Linked DNA regions of Hordeum vulgare: region 1 is linked to region 2. The links are chromatin contacts, called in public Hi-C maps. All regions are on one chromosome and are shown on one strand. The core of a region is the stretch at or near the end of the contact, and the rest is flanking DNA. Distances in the headings are between cores, read along the strand shown. Region 1 holds the start of LOC123401719 (WD repeat-containing protein 44-like). Region 2 has its middle 240 kb from the start of LOC123402585.

Evidence for each region. Hi-C and Micro-C count contacts between places; a contact is called where the count stands out from the background.
Region 1: a Hi-C map of seedling shows a contact between it and region 2, with 5 times the contacts expected there. The contact joins the promoter of LOC123401719 here to the enhancer-like site in region 2. A contact is called at or near these places in 1 of 6 Hi-C or Micro-C datasets (seedling) and 1 of 1 datasets of contacts at active chromatin or transcription factors (embryo).

Annotation. Positions count from the first base shown.
Region 1 is chr6H:390,638,336-390,641,035 of MorexV3_pseudomolecules_assembly, forward strand. It overlaps LOC123401719 (WD repeat-containing protein 44-like), which reads left to right and starts at 1,349. Exons shown (of 7, transcript XM_045095576.1): 1 at 1,349-2,700. The coding sequence starts at 1,996.
Region 2 is chr6H:390,146,208-390,148,907 of MorexV3_pseudomolecules_assembly, forward strand. No RefSeq gene overlaps it. Among protein-coding and RNA genes, the nearest start is that of LOC123402585, 240 kb to the left of the region's middle. Within about 2 kb of position 1,439, at least 2 of the 3 cell types and tissues checked have open chromatin away from gene starts, as enhancers often do. A contact at or near this core is called in seedling, where this site is marked.

The sequences.
Region 1 (2,700 bases), core at 99-2,598, 490 kb after region 2:
CTTCTAGACCCCGTGGAATGTAGCGGACCGACGTGGTTTGGGCCGAGATCTTTCCCACCGTGGCCCAAACCAAACAACAAAATAAAACCCACGTGGAACAGTTCCTGTGCTGAAACGACCCACGTGGATTGGGCCGAGATCCTAGGCAAACTACTTGGTTTACCTGCTAACCAAACAAAGCCTAAGATGTCCAAGGGATCAACACATGGGGAGAATGCCATAGTGTGATTTGAGGTCCTGCAAGTGGAGAAGGCGAGGTCTTGGATATGATGAAGACTTTGCTTCACATGTAGTTATTTAGACTTGAATTTCGCGATATGTTCCCGTCCAGACCGGATAAGAGTTCATGTGAGTCTGGTGGTATGTGACTTGTAGTAGTAGCCTCCGCAAGTGGGGGTTGCAGCTTTGGAAGACTACTTTGTTGGTGGTGCTCCTTTGAGTATCTAGTCATGGTTTTTAGGGTGAAAACCCAAGGTTCGGCCTTTATTGGTGGTGCCTCGGAGTGGCCTTGTTGTTGGCATTGTTTTTGGGAACATGGTCTTTTCTTCACGTGATAACCTACAATATTTGGTCTGGCAACAACAACACATGTGCATTGTTTCCTTTCTAGAGGTTGGCACGACATCGCTTGTGCATTATTTCCTTCCTAGAGGTGTTGCTTTGGAGAACCTTCTTTGTAGTCCGGTTGCTTTTTTGGTGGTAGTTATAATGCTGCTACTATGGGTGATGGATCATCGTGATAGGATCTTTTTTTCCTTTTTTTTGGTCATGTGCATTCTGAATGTTTTTTTACATCTTATTCGTGCAGAGTCTGGGTGTAATTGTTATCTGCTTGATATTAATATATTTCCTTAAAAAAACTAAGCATATTTGCATACTTGCCTTTTTTTGGTTGCGATCAGGCATGCACACGATTTAAGTCGGAGTCAAAGTTGCTCTTACATATCCCTATTTACGGACCGGTCCTTCTCTCCGTGAACGATGTGGTGTCCGTTTTGCGGGCTTGGAGATGCATTGGCCGGCTAAATTTTATGTCTTGACCTTTTGGAGAAGTAGATCCAGATCTTATCCTAGTTGGCAAAAATTTCAGAATCTGATCCTTTTCCTGCCGCTGGAGTTCATGACAATAGGGTATAGCAACCTACCGTCGAGGTCCCTGACAATAGGGTTGCAAGTCCTACCATATTTTTTTTAAGTTTCAAATATAGTACACGTACACACCTACCGCCAAACATCTTGACGGTATGGTTGCACATGTTACCGCTAGCCCCTCTAGTGTCGACGAACTTGACGGTAGAAAATGACCAGATCTTAAAATTTTGCAAACAGGATCAGACATGGATCAACTTTAAAAAAAATTCAAAACATGAAATTTTGCGGCCTTGGCCACTTGTACTACGTGGAGAGCCGTGAACGCAATCATCTCGTCACCTTGTCCAGAGAGCGGCGTCATAAAAACACCAGCGACGCGGCTGCGATCCGAAACGGCGCGGGCGGTTGTTACCCCTGTCGGACCGGACGGAACAAAATTTACCTCCTCACTGGCAGCCCGGCCCCACGGCACCCGAATTTAACTCGCCCGTCCACAGCGGAGAACGCTCCGCCTCAGCCTCCGCCAGTTACCACCGGACAGTACACAGTAGAAACCGGCAGGCAGTAACGACACCATCACCATGAGCGCGGCGCAGGCGAGGGAGAGGAGAGGAGAGGAGAGGACATTTTACCGCGATGACAGCAGCGACGGCGACACGAGCACCAACCACCCTTAAGTAAGACGGCGGGGGAAAGGAAAGGGGAGGGAGGCAACAGTGGGTCGCGATTAAGCTGTCGCGCGCGGCAGGGAGTGGCCAACTGCTGGATCTGACGCCACTTTGCTGCTACGACTTCGCCATCCCTCCCCCCTTGCCTCGCCCACGCCGCCCCCCCTCGCAATTCGTCGAGCACCGCGGGCGCGCGGCCCCGATCTCCGCGGCTGCGGCCAATGCCGGCGGCGCGATGAGCGTGGAAGACGAGGTGCTGGGGGAGGAGGAGGCGGAGGACACGGAGGAGCTCTTCTACGAGTCGCTCGACCGCATCCTCTCCTCCTCGGCCTCCTCCACCTCCGCCTCGGACGACGACGGCGGCGGCGACCACCCGCGCCGCAGACGCGGCTACGATGACGCGGCGCTCGACCTCTGGACCTCCCAGCCGGCGCCCATCCAGGAGCGCCGCCACCGGCTGCTCCAGCTGATGGGGCTCGCGGGGGACCCTTCCCTCGCGCGATTCCAGATGGGCCGATCTGCCTCCTACGACGATGTGGGGGATTCTCCCGTCTCGCGGCCCAGATCGGACGGTGCCTCCACCGCGAAGCCTCCGATTGGAGGCGGGCGCTTGCGCTCCACCTCGTCCGACGCGTCAGATGCCAGTGCCACGCTGGAGGCGGTCGAGGAGGACCCAAGCTGCTTGATCAGAAACCTCGACGACGGTAGCGAGTTCGTGGTGAGGGAGGAGTTCGGTCTGCGCGAGGTTGGTACCGGCCGCCAGCTTACCGTGGAGGAGTTCGAGCTATTCATCGGCCGCTCCCCCATCGTCCAGGAGCTCATGCGCCGCCAAAGCGTCACCCACTCCAACCCAAACTCCAATTCCCAAAGTGGCGCCTCCACCCCCATGGAGAGGTCCAGCTCCGGCTCCAGCAATGGCGGGGCGCGTTCTAGGCGGCGC
Region 2 (2,700 bases), core at 189-2,688:
ATATATGATAAAAGTAGTACTCTTTTACAGCTAACTATTGTACAAGCCAGCTATAAGATGAGCTATAAAGATGCTTATAGCCAGCAGTTGGCTATACTATTAACCATGCTCTTAAACTTTCTTTGGATCTGCTGATAAGTCAAAGTTGCGGTCTTTTCCGGTTCGATGCATACACAGTGTTCCACTGTTGCTGCCGAATTGACGCCTAGCCTAGCTAGGGTATGTTTGCTTAGCCTTCCTAGTTCCTAGCTAGCAGTCGGGAAATCCATGCCTATCTTGCCTAGCCGCGGCAAAGGAAATACCTCCATATCTTGTTTGAGTTGGAGATGCAAAGTCCATCTTTCAATTATGAAATGAAACGCTCATGAAGAGAACTTTTTAGTGCGATTGTTACGGTACGGATATGCTTACACAGTAAAAGTCTTGCTGGCACTGAAAGATCGCCATCGTCGGTAGTTAGAAAACTGAATGGGGCCCGGGGTCCGGGCCGAACAACCGAGGATGGTTCCATTTGATCGATGTCCTCGTGACTTCTGCGATGGAAAGATCTCCATCGCCCCTCTGCTCTTTTTCTCCAACACATACAGATGCATCCGATGTTTCATACTGTTTCCCTTCACCGGCCGTGCATCTTTTCAGGTGTCTGCTTCACCTGGGCTCCATGCATGTGGAGGCCTTAGATTCACGTACTCCCGCAACAAGTTGCATGCATGATGGATCAGCATCAGGACTTCATGCGAAATAATCTACTGCTGCTTGCCTGGATATTTTCCTGATTGATCGATCTCATATCATTCTTGCAGGCCGTTGCAGGCGGCACAAGGGATTGTATTGTGCGATGTACGCTGCACGGTTGTGATTTTGCTGGGGTCAACTGCATGCCAGTCCCGCTACCGGCCTCTAGTTTATCATTTGATGCAGAGTCCAGACGGTGTTGGCGGACGAGCACGTGAAACTGTCTTGCTGGTGCCATGATGCGCTCCCATGGACGGATCTGCTTTTCTCAAGCCCGCAACTTGCAGTATCTGATGCTGGCCATCTACTGTAAACGTACCATCGAATACAGAAATGTGTAAGCTGCAGCTGCAGGTTCCCTTGTGTCTGTTGGTCGATTGCGTTTTGTTTAAATCGCTGCAGCATGCAGTCTCATCGGAGTTCGTCGGATGGATCTCACCTGACCTGACAGCAGAAGCTAATATACAATTCCATTTCTTATATCTCGATCGGCATGTACACATGGTCTATTGTTCTACTCTATCGATATAATTAGTGCTAGTATATGGAGTAGCTAGATAGCCATTAACTCTTGTGTGACATGGATGGTTCCGGCAAGCTGTTTTTTGTTGTAAAAAGGTGGTACAGTATTGTTAATGACTCGTGAGTGGGGACTGGGGATGGGAAGGCCGCCGTCGACATCCATGGAACAGTGGCTCGATCTACATCCATGGGTACAATACCAGAGGAGAGCTTGATGAGACGCAGAAAAGCTAGATCTCTCGACAAGGACCACAACCAACTTTCTTTTGACAATACCAGATAAGAAAGCAGTGGAGCCTCGTCTTGGTTTTTCAAGATTGGAATGACGAGCGGTCGGGTGAGTTATATACGGTGGTAAAATTCACTGTTTTAACCTTTTTCAAAAAGTTAAACAGGATCTGAGTTCGGTTTGGAATTTTTTTTGGATCTGATCCTTTTGCTATCGCTAGATCCCTTAACAATAGGGTATAACAACCTAACGTCGAGGCCCCTGACGATAGGGTTGCACGCCTACCATAAAAAGATATGTAAGTTGCGGACACACTGCGTGCGAGTGCCTACCGTCGGACCCCTTGGCGGTAGGGTCACATACGCTACCGTCAGCCTCTCTAGCGATAGACCATTTTTCTACCGCCAGGGGCCTCCGCGGTAGGTTGTTATACCTTACCGTGAAGGGCTCTAGCGGTAATAAAGGGTCAGATCTATTTTTTTTCTTCAACCGGGGTTAAATCCAGCTAAACTTTTTGAAAAAGGTTAAAACAGTAAATTTTACCATATACGGTTCCATATGTTTGGCAACCAGTTATATAAGCTTCAATTGTTGCAGCGAAATTGATCCAGGCTTCGGGGGTCCATAGATCAGTCTACTCGTCCCTGATTAAGGAGATCGGATTTCTCATGTCTCTTTATGAAAGTTGTATTACTCATATAAATCGAAGTTAAAATAAGGTTGGTGATATAACTTAGCAAAATTTGCTCGCCTAGAGGTAGAACCATGACTCGGTTAGGCTTTGACCCTCCTGATGTTTTGGAGCTAGCTGCGATTGATTGCATGAACATTGAAGACGAGTAGTAATACATTATTTTCACCCGCCAACAAAATTTATATACTGCATGTACTCCCAGCGATATCTCGTCACTAGCACAGAGAACATTCTGCAGCAGCCAGCCAGACAACCAATCGGCACCAGATTTACACTCGGTAGCACTGTCCATGGTAGTACTAGTAATGTTCACCATTCTCTTCCGTAACCCGTGGTTACAGTTTTCAGACATATGCACAACTACTGCACGAGAGATTGTTCCCGAGCTTAACTGTTGGTAGAAGTAGTACAAAGGTAAGCCGGCCATCGGCGCGAAATCAGCGGCTACATACAGGATTTTCACCCGTCACATCACAGCCGGTCGGCGGCACCAATCACCTGGTAGGAGTACAAGGTTACC